Regions from separate parts of the Mus musculus genome. Here region 1 is linked to region 2. Evidence: chromatin contacts called from public HiChIP or PLAC-seq data. All regions are on one chromosome and are shown on one strand. The core of a region is the stretch at or near the end of the contact, and the rest is flanking DNA. Distances in the headings are between cores, read along the strand shown. Region 1 overlaps Phactr2 (phosphatase and actin regulator 2). Region 2 overlaps Plagl1 (pleiomorphic adenoma gene-like 1).

What was found. HiChIP or PLAC-seq counts read pairs in DNA pulled down with a chosen protein or histone mark.
Region 1: a contact with region 2 is called in an H3K4me3 HiChIP or PLAC-seq map of embryonic basal ganglia, with 3 times the contacts expected there. The contact joins two enhancer-like sites. A contact is called at or near these places in 2 of 484 Hi-C or Micro-C datasets (bone marrow-derived macrophages and stem cell-derived cardiac mesoderm), 13 of 115 datasets of contacts at active chromatin or transcription factors (the NIH/3T3 cell line, a beta-TC-6 cell line, cardiomyocytes and 8 more) and 3 of 9 other capture datasets (adipose tissue, embryonic stem cells and liver).

The regions. Positions count from the first base shown.
Region 1 is chr10:13,411,777-13,418,558 of GRCm38.p6, forward strand. All of the region lies in intron 1 of Phactr2 (phosphatase and actin regulator 2), which reads right to left. Among named protein-coding and RNA genes, the nearest start is that of Phactr2, 59 kb to the right of the region's middle. Within about 2 kb of position 4,130, at least 14 of the 459 cell types and tissues checked have an H3K27ac peak or open chromatin away from gene starts, as enhancers often do. A contact at or near this core is called in embryonic basal ganglia, where this site is marked.
Region 2 is chr10:13,114,486-13,121,254 of GRCm38.p6, forward strand. It overlaps Plagl1 (pleiomorphic adenoma gene-like 1), which reads left to right. Exons shown (of 6, transcript NM_009538.3): 4 at 2,211-2,296. Among named protein-coding and RNA genes, the nearest start is that of Hymai, 27 kb to the left of the region's middle. Within about 2 kb of position 2,991, at least 52 of the 459 cell types and tissues checked have an H3K27ac peak or open chromatin away from gene starts, as enhancers often do. A contact at or near this core is called in embryonic basal ganglia, where this site is marked.

The DNA.
Region 1 (6,782 bases), core at 2,880-5,379, 300 kb after region 2:
TGTGGCCCATGGGCCTGTATTTCAGCTATATGCCTGGAACTGACGTCACCTTAGCATCACACCAGGACACCTAAGGCCTGCCACCCTCATTTCTCCCTCTACCTAGTTAGCTTTTAGCACTCCACTGTCACACTTACCTTAGTTCATACATATTGTAGTGACCATCATCTAACCGATCTTCTTAATAAAGACCCTTGTTCCTTGTCCAGCTATATGTTGAGTCTAATGTGTCACACCCTGGGAAGTTTTCTAAATACGCTCTTACTATAAAGAGTCTAAAATTATCTTGCTTCAAAAACACGATTTGAAGATGTAACTGGAAAAGGTTGGCTTTAGGAAGTTGTGTTATTCATAATAAGTCATTACACAACCATCTTTCGTTTTGGAACTTCTGCCCTCCGCTGATGTGTTTATACAAAGAAGCTGTGCTAAAACAAGCTGATGAGAAGGAGAGGGTCCTGTGATGTCAGGCATCCCCACAGACCTGACTCACTCCACCGGCACCAAGACAGCAGCCAGCAATTCTGACCTGGTTAATGAGAACAAAACCGGGCCAAGTGCTTTGGAGAAAGCGGCTCAGGCCCAGACTCCATGTACACAAGCACAGCTGACTGCTGGCTCCTGACCAGTAGACAGCAAGCTCCAGAGGGTGCAGGGTGCCAGCCATGGCACTCTAGGCAAGGGCGCACTGAAGCTGAAGCCCAGGCTTGCTTCTTGGACCGGAACCAGATCTGGGGCTTTTTCTACCCTATCTCGCTGTGGGCAGTAGAGACACCAGTTTTCATGCAGGAGAGAGTGAGTGCTCAGTCTATGCCAGGCCCCGGAGCACTGTTCTGTTCTCGATGGGATGGTTTTGTTTAAATACGAAGAGATAAGATTGAATGCTGGTTTGGGTGGGCATCTGGCAGAAACACAACCTTGTTTCACAAATCCATCCCATCAACATTCGCCGAGCGCCAGCAGAGGCTGGGCACGGAGCAGAGGAGCAGCAGCCAGGGGTCAGATACAGATGTCAACACGGAGCAGAAATACAACACAGACGACATGTCAATGGCTCTGGTCAAGAATAATGTAACAAGCAGAACAGACAAGTACGGCGTCCGATGGCAACAGTACAGCCATGTTAGTGTCGCTGGAAACATAGCTGGGGTGCAGGGAAGACCTACACAGGAAATGCTATCAGTTTTGATCCTGTGTATCTCTTTGGCTTTGGTGCTTTTTGAGGCAGAGTCTCGTATAGCCTAGGCTGGCTTCAAACTCTATAGCTGAGGATAACCTTGAACTCATAATCCTCTTGCCTCCACCTCCTACGTGCTAGAACTATACCACCACACCAGGTTTTATGTGATGCTATAGATCGAATCGAGGGCTTTTCATGTGCTAGGCAAGTGCTCTTCAAATTGAGCTTTAGCTTCAGCCCCAGGTTTGCAAGCTACGAAAGCACTTCACCATTGATTTCCACCCTGACCCCACTTCAGCATTTGGAAATGAGCTGATGTGGGGGAAATTCCTAGGACACCACACTTTTAATCTCCCTGTGAACACTTCACGGGCTTTCGGAATTTGATCGGATCAATGATTTAGCAAGAACTTAATCACATATTGCAGGAATCATTTTACAAACATCGAAATGTTTTGCATTTACAGGAGGGTTTGTTTTTTAATTTATTTATTTTTATTTGAGTGTAGACAAGGTCTTCCACAGGTAAAACTAAGTTAGCATTATATTGTTTAGATATAGTTTTTCCGTGTTGGGTTTTTACAAGCAAAGGTACACGGAAAGTAAGGTGGTTAATAAGAATTTGCAACTTGTCAGGATCTCAAATCACTTAAGAGATAAGCCACTGCGTAAGCTTGTGAGAGAGCATCTTCATTGGGTATTGGAGGTATGAAGACCCAGCTTAAAAGTGAGTGGCACCCGCCCCTGGGCTTGGGTACTGGACTATAATAACAGGAAGAAGTGAGCTGAGCACAGCTCTTGTCCTCTTGTTCCTGATTGTGGATGCAATGTTTCTGAACTTAAGACAGTTTGTTTCTACAGATGATAAGTGAAGCAATGGGCAGATAGATGGTAGACAGACAGACAGAAGATAGATAGATAGATAGACAGACAGATAGATAGATAGATAGACAGATAGATGCATGCATGCATACATGCATACATCTATACATAGACATGATAGATAAGCAATTATCAAACATTTCAAGCTCCCGCTGTCTTGGCTTTACCACCATGTTGTACTGTACCTCGAACTATGAGCCAAGTTCCTGAGGTTGCTTTTGGTGAGGTATTTTGTCACAGCAGCAGATCAGCAATTGAGACAGAAAGATACATCTAACCTTTAAATACAGTTGCTGTTAATGCTGAGTTGAGAGTCCCTTTGCTTATTTGAATCAGAAATGAAGAAGAGTCAATAATCTCTAAGAAATGTAGATACCATTTATCTATCAATCAACCTTTGCTTCCAAGTTCAACCTGGCTGCCTTCTCTTTCTGGAAAGTTAGACATCTTTTCCCTCCTGAAGATCACATTTTTCTGGCTACTTAAATGCCAGGAAGTGCAACAAACTGAATGGCTGCATCACCTCCAGGGTTACCTGAGAGAAAGCGACCACCATGGACTTTCCCCAGGATCTAACACGTATCTGTCATTTAGCAGGTGATCAATATAAATGAATATATGGATGATAATATGAATGGAATGAATATGTCTATTCACTGAACATACACGAGAGACACAGTTTCTTTTCTCAAATAGATAAATCTCATGAGTTAGTGACTCTTACAAACAGCTTTCTTGTACAATATAGGCAATGAATTGGAAACTCTAAAGACAGCAGGCAGGCTTCAGAGACAAGTTGGATAGAAAGGAGGGCGCTATGTCAAGGATAGCCCAAAGGCACAAACCAGTCCTAAGAAGGCAGGTGGGTGGCCACTTCAGGGAATCAACCTGCTGAGGGCTGGTCCTTATGAACAGCGTCCTCTGGAATACTATGTCTGACAGTCCAGTCTGCATGACGATGTTGGGTGTAAAACACTCAGTGAATGTGTGCTTGCTTTCTTTAAGTGTGGCTTCCTCGGGAGTTGGGTAAGGTTCTAGAGAACAAACAATGCAGGAGATCATACCCAGAGAGTCATCCCAGCTCTTTAATGTGTGGGGCAAGTGTGCAACCAAGGCTCACATCCGTTACATAGAAATAAAGGCTAAGTTATCACCTGCTCATCTCCATACATTCTACCTTCTCATTAAAGATACACCTCCATTTCAGCTTAGAACATGGCAGGACTTGCCGGCACACTCCACCCTGTTATTCTTGTCTGCAGAAGTGAATACTGAAGCCCCTGATATCTGGGCTAAAGAAAGTGTCACAGGCACAAATGCAACAGGTGAAAAGTCTGCTAATATTTCGGGCAGGCAGCACAGGCAGGGTTGCCATGGATTGTGGGGAGAGACACATGTACATCATAAGAGACCCTGCTAGTGATCTGACATTTTTAAAAACCATGGTAACCTCAGCTAGTAGGGCATACAGCTTGTCCTTTCTTTAAAGGCTCGTGTGTTTAAGACAGTTTGTCCCTATGGGCAGACAGATGCTAGGCGAGTGAATGGATGAATGAATGGATAAATAATAGACAAATAGACAGACAGACAGACAGACAGACATATAGACAGACAGAGAGATAGGTAGATAGATGGTGTGTGATAGATGGATAAATAGGCAGGTAAGCATATGATAGATGATAAGGATAATAGCTAGATATCGAACTCTGAAAATGATATCTAAGCTTAAAAGGCTCACTGAGTCTCATTGCTCTCTTTCTCCTCTGCAGCAGCACCCACTCACACTCACAAATGCCCATGTACTGTGCAACCGAGGATGCTGTAATTAGCTTCCTAACACTGGTTTTTATATCACAGCACGTAAATAACATGGGAGAGGTGAAATGCTACGTTCCTCTCCATTAGTGTCTTAAAATATGAGACTTAAGCAGCCACAGGCTGACAGACATTTGCTCCACAAGCACACCGAAGTCACAGACTGGCTTTCTCCTCTGAACAATGCAGCCAGGGGCTCATTAGGCTGTGTGGGAAGCTCGGGATGCTTTTATGAATGTAGGAGCTTCAGCTTTGGTGGGGAGTTCCTCAAAGGCATCTGTAGCACATGAGAAGTTTTAATGAGCGCAAGACAAAGGCAAGAGCAGGGGCAACGTAAAACCTCTACTTCTCAAAAGGACCTGTGGGTTTTAATGAATATGAGGCCACTCAGACTTCCAGCTCTTGAGAAAATCAAATCTACTTTCACATAAATGTCTTTTGTTTAATCACCCTGAACCAGGACTGCCTTTGAAAGCCCTGCCACCACAGATTTTAATTGCTGAGCACAGAGGTTTAATGACTGCAACATTCTGTAATAAACTCAACCTTAGCTTGATCACTACCATTTTTCAATGTATTTTGTTTAGGAATTTTCCACCTACTTTTGCAACTGAGAGGTGATTTGCTATGCGCTCCTTTCAGACCATCTTTGCTCCATTTTAGAATGATCTGGAATGTGTTTGGTTATGTTCAGTGATGTTAAATATTTTGTCAAACACAGTATGTTGGGCTGAACGATGTCTCCAATGTCCAATTCATATCTTTAAATTCCTCAGATGTGACTGTATTTAGAGAAGGCCCTTAAAGAGATGATCAAATTAAATGATGTTATTAGGGCAGGCTCTAATTCAGTCTGATTGGTGTCCCTGTTCAAATTTGTATTCAGAAAGAGACACTAGGGACGAACACATAAAGAAAAGACCATAGACAGTACTGCCATCTACAAACCAGGGAGAGAGATCTTAGAAGAAAGGACTCTTGTGAACATGTTTATCACAAGCCTCCTAATCTCAGGTCTGTGAGAAAACAAATCTCTACCATTGAAGCCACAGAGCCCGCGGTTTATGCTTTGACAGTACCAGCAAACTATCACATTAAAACAACGGGAGCACCTTCAATGCTGAGTTCAAATTATTACTAAAAGAAAGTCTAACTTGTGAGACATTTTGATCTTGGATTCAGATTAATTATAGTTAGGATTCTCAGCATTTAAAAAAATGTCTTCTTATACCGGTTTCAGAAAGTCAGAGTTTTTTTCCCTTTCTAAACACATATTTTTCCTGCTTTGAAGGATGTGGCTATCAACTTGTTTGTGTTCTCGTATCGTTTTTGAGATGCTTGGATGCTGTATTTACATTCCCTCTCTTTGTGTTAACTACTTCCTGGCTCCCCACTCCCTCTCAAATTTATAACTTCATTATCTCTTCTTTAATTATTGTCTCCCTCTCCCCCTGCCCGTCTCTCACACAAACCACACACACACACACACACACACACACACACACACACAGACACACACACACACGAGAGAGAGAGAGAGAGAGAGAGAGAGAGAGAGAGAGAGAGAGAGAGAGACTTACTGAATCCCTTTGGTGTTGTTTGTATGTATATCTTTAGCGATGATCACTTGAGTTTGGATAATTGATCGGGGGCCCAACGATGAAGAAACTAAATTCTCCCTCTCTGCAGCCAGTGAATGAATGCCTGTAGCTCTTCCTCTGCAGATGAGTTTATGACATTTCCCCCATCCACACTGGCACACCAACTGGTGCTATCATTACGTAGGCAGTCATGTCTGTCTGTCTGTCTGCCTGTCTGTCTTACTTACTTACTGTGTCTTATTTAGGCAGTCATATTGTTGGGGTTTCATGAGTGTAGCCTCCCTGTCATGTCTAGAGCAGGTGTCATGGTCCCCTGGTCTTAAAATCTTCCTACCCCTCTTCCAAGATTTTTACTGATCCTTAGGTATAAGGGTTATGTTGTAGTTGTAGATGGATTTTTCCTGCGTTAGGCACCCCATGTGCTAAGCCAGTTTGCTGTGATTTGAAAGATTTAAAGCTGGGTAGGACTATCAATTGCTTTTGTCCCTTGGCAGCTCACACAGTCCCTTCCAACGTTGTAAGATCTAGTGCTCAGAGAGCAGGCTTCCAGAACAAGTCCAGCTCAGTTCTGTAGCAAGTGTGGTGTCTTCATCAATCTGGCCTTGTCTTCAAGCTTTGGGTGTCATCCAAAAGCAATGGCAGTAGTCTACATTTCGAAGTCTCTCAGAGCCCCTAACTAACAACTAACAGTTTGAATGCTTTGTTCATACCTGGTACTGGGGTTTTTGTTACTTGGTCTATAGCTCTTGAGGGGAGAATTATCACCTGTGGGGCATAATTCCATTTAAATTATATACATGTGTTATATATATATGTGTGTGTGTGTGTGTGTGTGTGTGTGTGTGTGTGTGTAAGTTTATAAAATGTTTCCTGTGACCTTTTAAAATATCCTTCATGTTTTTTATCTTCCTTTCCTCTCTCTCTCTCCCTCTCTGTTGATCCCTCAACCCATCAACTTTAATGACATTTCCCTATTTGGATGTAATTGGATGTAAAGAAGAAGAAAGAGGAGAGAGGAGAGAGAAAAGAGAGAGAGAGAGAGAGAGAGGGAGAGAGAGAGAGAGAGAGGGAGAGAGAGAGAGAGAGAGAGAGAGAGAGAAGAGAGAAGAGAGAGAGCCTCGGCAAAAAAAGAAAAAAAAATGGTTCCATTTTCTAAGAACAAACTATCTTAAAATACGCGAAGACGACTGAGTCACTAGGTTAATGAGGTATATTGTGCCTGGATTATAACTTTGAGCACTTGTAGGTGTACATATTTCTATGGACAATTTTGCTAAGTATCAGTTTATAACTGGGAATATCTT
Region 2 (6,769 bases), core at 1,741-4,240:
TTCACCTTGAGTTTCTGTGAATGTTCACTTCAGACAGCAAGCAAATGCAGTTCATTAACTGAGCGTCAGGCACATTGTAAACTGGAAACACACTTACTTCACAGGCAGACGGACATCCTAGAAATCATACACGCTAGGTTGATAAAGCTTCCACTTGTGTTCTCCGTGAGTGGCATTAAAAATTCATTTAAACTAATTAATGTGATTCTATTTACCACATGCCAAACTCCCTTCTTAGAAAAAAAATGTGATTTTTCTTGCTCTTCTGGAACTCCGAGACACCGCTTTGGCATAGCTTAATTTCACAGGGTCATTTTCATCTCCTGCTGCTGTTGCTGCTGCTTGTTGTTGTTGTTCTTGTTGTTGCCGTCATCGTTGTTGTCGTCGTCCTCCTCCTCCTTCTCCTTCTTCAGTTGACACTTGAAAACCATTCTTTCTCAGCTTTTGAAATCTAAGGCCTGAAAAGCAGTCTGCAAGTAGCATCCTGTCAAAGGCAGAGGGATGCGTTTTCTTTTTCTTGTTGGTCTCATTGCTGCTATATCACACTGTTGCATGAAGCATGGGACTGTCCTCCAAGGGGGCCCTGTCTGGCCTGCTCTAGGTGCCCCCACCCACCCCCTCGCCCCAGCACTGTTGAAGCTTGTGTATGTGAGGCAGTGCTGGGTGGGCAGGTGGGAAAGGCTGAGTAGCTTGACTCTTCCCTGCTAGGCAGCCCTCTTTCAGGGCCGTTCACACTGTGTACCACAAGAGTAAGCTCTTGTGTGTCCGCTGCTGCCAGGCATTGTTGGAGGCAGAAAAGAATGGCTTTCTCTTTGGGATGATTTGAATATTTTGACAATGGAGCCAAGCTACTCTACTGCCTGGCTTGCGAACCTCATGTCCCTTAAGCCCCTTCCTGGGCAGGAGAAGTGAGCCCCTCCTCTCTGAATCCATAAATTGGTATTGTCTACTGGGGAGTTGGGCAGACTCAATGAAGAGTCATTCAGACTAATTTTATTCTTTCGCTTTCATGTGTTTGAAATCTCTTGAAAAAAATAAGAGTTAACCCAGGCTTCTGGGGACCACCCAATTAAATGATCATAGTTGTTGTAGAGAATTTTGAAATTAGATGAACCCATGCACACGGTCTGTTTACACACGCAGAACGAGGACCAGACAGAAAACAAACAGGTTCAGACAAGTACATGGTCACCTCCAGTTTTTTTCTGGACTGTATTTAATTGTTTTGTTTGTTTGTTTGTTTGTTTAAACTTGTCTAAAGAAAGCTGCATTTAAAAGGATGTTTCTATACTAAACAAACAGACACAGCCTCTTTGATCAGATTAAGTGAACAGGTGGTCCTGTGACTAAACCATTAGATGAGATAGAACTGGCTCTCAAAATCAGTTGTCTTCATAGTGGTTAAAAAAACCCTGAGGCATCCTCTCTACCTGCAAGAAAATCAGTTTGGCAGAATAGTGTTCAGTTGAAAGAGGCCAAGTGGTCAGATGCATTGATGAACAGGGATAGTGTAGGTTTCTAAGTATGTGTCAGCGTTCAGTGGTCCATGGTTGGTATGAAATCCAGGCACTTGAACACTAGGGGAAAACATTTTTCCATGCTCCCATCACGTTGTTTCAGTCTGTGCTGATTTGTGAAGTGGCCTTGGAATCTGCTATTAACAAAACAAAACAAAACAAACAAAAAACAAACAAAAGACCTTTCCTGCTAATTCTAATGCAGTCATTTTAGTACCCACTTATCTACATATTCAACTTAGAGATGTCTGCCTTTTCTGCACTGCAAATTTGCTAAATCTATATGCTTGCACAAAACTGTCAAATGCATGTCACCCAGTTGCTGCTTTCTTTCCATTCATAATTTTGTTTCAAGTGCTGTTACTGCCTAGATTTGCATACCTGCTTTATGGCATTTTAATATTGTTGTTTTAAAAGAAACACCATTTCCTCCGAGTGCTGTTTTGAATATCTTGTGTAAGCAATTTCATTTTTTTCCCCCACTGTCAGAAAGCTAAGGGAAGCTTCAGAGTTCTAATCCAGTTGCATGTAGGACAAAGGATATACTTTAAATAAAGACCATCTATTGAGGTGCAGTAGGGAACCTCTTTTATACCACACCTGGGCAGAAAGGGGGCATATGCTCACGAAAGAAGGTCTGGGAGGTAGAATCATGGGAGAATATTCTAGCTTCATTCTCTGACGATGTCCAAGGTCTCTTCTCACAGGTTTGAGTCTTCAGACTTCTACAGAACTCCATAATATCTGCCTCACAGCTGGCTTTCCTGCTCTCACAGAAGGTACGGAAGTTTAAGAATTATTCTTCTCTGTACATGCTTCATAAGAAGTGCTTGGGTCAGGCGTGGTGGTGCACATGTGTTTAATCCCAGCCCTTGGCAGGCAGAGAGCAATTGGAATCCATGAGTACAAAGCCTACAGAGTTCCAAGCCAGCCAGGGATACACAGCCTCAAAAAACAAAGTTGCTTGGAAGCACATGGCAAACTCAGGAATGCAGGGATGTGATGGAGGTCCAAGGTACTTCAAGAAAGTTCATACCAAAAGGGTCAGCCATTATCTGTCAAGAATGGACAAAGGCCCGGAGAACTTGTTTGAGGAGGCTAGAGAAGAGGAATCTTTGACTTGTGTCTTCTGTTTAGAGTACATGTGACTTCAGAGGACAGATAACAGGGGGATCTGGAATGTGTCTGCCTAGCATTCAGGCGAGAGCTCACAGGCTAAAGAAAGAAAAGGGCTTAGGAGACACCTGTCTTAAGGGGGTCAAAGGGGACAGGCCCATCCAGGATGGGCACCAACCTGGGGAAGGGCAGAGAGGCTTGGAGGCGGCTATAGGTCCCCGGAAGGGGCTGCCTGTATGCCTCAATGGGAAGTTGGGGTTATTGTAAGCTGGCTGCCTGCCCTGTAGGAGGCTTGGAGCTCAGAAGGGCAGATGGGGCCCCACTGTGTTGGGGGAGGGACCACACATGTGGATTGCCAGGACGTCTACTTAGAGAGTTCACATTCCTCTCCCATTGAACAGTGCTGTGCGTATGATTGTAATGGTCTGTTACACAAAGGACCTAAAGCTATGAATGGGGGATGGGGTGGGGCGATTTAAGGCAGAGAGAGAGAGAGAGAGAGAGAGAGAGAGAGAGCTGCCTAATTAGTGTTTCTTTCCTTTTAAGCATTCTCCCTCATTCCCTTATATTCCTCCCCTCATGTGGAAGCTTAGAAATGTCCCCTCCTTTCTTTACATAACAGTTAAAAAAGACAAGCAGAAACCCAATAACATGTTTACTAGCGTTAAAAAAAAAACAACAACAACAAACGAATCAGACAAGAACTGTAAAGGCGCGATAATGAAATACTATTGCATTTCACATTCATTTTTCTACACGAACAGTTTGCTTTGCAGATACAGAAAGTTCACTTTTTCAAATCACAGAGTCTAGGTTCTGGATAGCCATCCATTGATTGAGCTTTAAAAAAAAATAATAATAGCACACAGGTTGTCATTTTTTAAGTGCCTGTCAAATGTGTGCTGTGGTGATTTTAGTCCTGGACTCACTGTGGAAAGAGTCACTGGGAGCTTCCCTATAGGAGGGAGCGGTGACTGATGGCCTCTCTGTTAGGCAGTCTGCTGCTGCCAGGCCCTGACCTCCAAAGACCACTTACTGCTCCCTGAGTCTGCTCTGATATGCCTGAAGGGCCTCCAGTTTAATCTGTACCTTCTCTCTCTCTCCCCTCATTCTCTCACCTCATGCCTCCAGATAGGCTAAAACCTGGGTTCCATGTCACCATTCTCTGTCCCTCTCTCTGCTGACAGCACATAGCCCCTGCCTTTTGTCTACCTTGTGTATAAACGGTCTACTCAGAAGCTAGCAGAACTCAGGCTCTATAGATTCTCAGCATCAAAAATTAGACCCTCAGATCATCCAGGCCATCTGACAGACGTGTAGGTGTCCACATTCTTGGCCCTTTCCTGTTTATCTTGTGAAATCACTGTGTGAGGCTACCCAACCCACCCAAGCCTTGAGAATCCCCTCTGGACAGTATAGATTATAAGTCTCTTCCTGCAAGTCTTAACTCATAGATCTAGCTTCCTCTCCTCATTGTAACCCAGATGGCTTTTGTTTTTCTCAGTATTAACCTGTACCCCCTCACTTCCTAGAAAGGACCCAGGCTTTCTTTTCTGTCCCCGAACGATGGTTTTATTGGGACAAAAGGACATGCTGCTAATTAGAGTTCTGGTTGCCCATGCCCTATTCTGAGAATCGCAAGGGAAGCGATCGCCTATCAGCTATAGAATGGTGGCCCTACAGAGGTCTAAAGGCCAGCCAGCAGGGATTTACAGGGAGGGTGGAGTGGGGAATATGTTCTCATCTGTCACAAAGGAGCAGTCTCCACCCCTGACTTTGACGTTAGAATATGTGCTCCTAATTGCAAAGGCTTTTGTCTGGCTTGTCAGGCTGCCTCTCCGCCACTCATCTCACACAGGGCTACCCAGTGTCCACCAAGAAATAGTCATCTTAAAACAAAGATGAACCATCCCAGCTTCCGAGCCAGTCTGGGACTCAACATTTGTAGTTTCTGGGTGGGCCTATCCGTTGGGCTCCCCTTGAGATGACAGTTGTCCTTTTCTTCCACGTGTGATGGATGCCGAGTGGCAGAACAAGGGTCTGCAAAGATAACTAGCCTTTCATGGGTTCTCTTCTCCCATCTCCCTCTCATCCCTCAGAAGCCTGTGAGACTGTCAGAATGGAGTCACTCCAGACCCTTCTTTCCCCTACCCACCTCCCAAGTCCACTCTGTAGGAGGAGAAGGGGGTTGGTGATGGTGTTGGGGGAGGGAGTACAAACCTGTGACAGAGGACACTTGTGTGGTGATAGGCCCTACGCTCTGCCCCCTGACACCCCCCCCCCCACCCCACCCCAGCTGTGCCTGCACAGCTCCTTCCTCTGTGGCACTTTGAGGTTCCTATACTTCCCATTCCAGCTGAGGTGGTTTTGCCAGCCTTCTCCAGCTATTGTTCCCTCTTCCTCCTTTCTCTCTTCCTGGGTATAAACTCCGTGATTAGTGGGTTGATGGTATCTTCAGCCCTCTAGATAAAAACTTTTATTAGTTTGTAAAGGCAGCATATAAAGTAGTCACTGTGACATTTTTATGTGTACTTTTGTTCTTACTAGTTAGTGTGTCTTCCTCCCCTCTCCCCCCTCCCTTCTCCTTCCTCCTGCCCCCCACCCCATGCATCCGGCAGCCCCTCCTGCATCTCCTGCCATGCAATTCCATTATATTCTCTTCTTTCTGCCCACCCCCATCTCCTGTTTTCTTCTCATGCTCTGCTTTCTGGTTTCTTAACCTGTGTGCACATACACCCAGGTACCCATTTGTACAAATTCAAATCCAGGATTAGCACACGAGGGTTAAACAAACCATAACAAAGAAAAATCCCTTCTGTAAAAAGTTTATACTTTGCCAGTGGATGGGACAACCAAAGATGGTCATTTTTAAGCTGTTTGGGTCTCCTTTATACTTCCACTGTGCACAAGTTACTTAGATGCATTTTAATAAGTTTTTGTAAATTGAGACTTAATTCTCATTTGCTGATTTTTCTTACTATAGCCTAATCCTGCAATGTCAGGGCTGGGGAATTTATGGGAAGAGACTTCTGTCTTTGGGGCTCTGGGATCTTCATCTTCCCATAGGCCTGCTTCCTTCTCTACAGCCCTAAATAGATAGCTAAGGGGAAGGCATAGTCTGGCTTCTGCCTGCCTCAAAGAAAACAAACTTGTGTGGACCCCAGGGCTGGTGAACTTCATCAGTTTACCCCAGGGAAGAGAAACATTGATGAGTTAGTGTGCTCATGTGATGAGCTTTGAGACAGAATCCCAGACCACCCAAGGAGAGTTGAGATGTGTCCCATCTCTTCCATAGTGAGGCAGACGACACCAGCAACTTAGTACTTCAGTCTCCTTGGTGTCCCGAGCCCCATTAAGAAAAAAGAATCTGAGACCTAAACCAGAAAGATTAACTCCTGTTCTTTGCAGGGTTTTTCTCTGGACCCTTTCCTTACTAACACCATGTGCTCTTTGCACTGGCCCAGTTACTAATCTAAGTAGCCTGCTCGCCCAGTGGTATTGGAGCCAATTCTGTCTTTAGAGGCAGGGCAGAAACCTAACTGGTCTATATATTTCTGGCCCTACCCATCACTCTCTCTTAGACCTTTACAGTGAGTGGTGGTTCATAAAAACCAAAAGCAAAAGAAAACCAATTGGAAGCCTTGTTGTTTAGGGAAGGGACATCAACATGGGCCTCCAGTAACACATTTGGACCCTTGTGACTTTGTCCTTAGTAGAGTTTCAAGAGTAGGCAGAGTAACTTTCGTGAAGTCAGTCCCCATCTTGAATTGATCATAGTCACCGTGTTTGTGAACTGAAAACAGTTGTTCCTTTGAAAATGTATAGGTCTGGTCTGTACTTGGTGTCCTGAAGCTTGGTTCAATCAGTTCTATTAATCCCTGCATTTTAACCTTGAATATTAGATTGAAAAACTTCCCTTTGGCTTTCTTAGTATGGGCCCCCTTTCTAAGAGAGTAAGAACTCTAGTCACTGGCTTAACAATTAATGACAGTTGAAAAGAGTCCACAGGCAGCAAACCTGATTATTCAGCTGGCTGTGGGGAGACTGTCCCAGGGGTGATAGTGGAGCTGTTCCCACCAATGTATGTGAATTTAAGTGAAAGATTTCCAGACAGATGTAGGTGGGGAGTGTCTGCC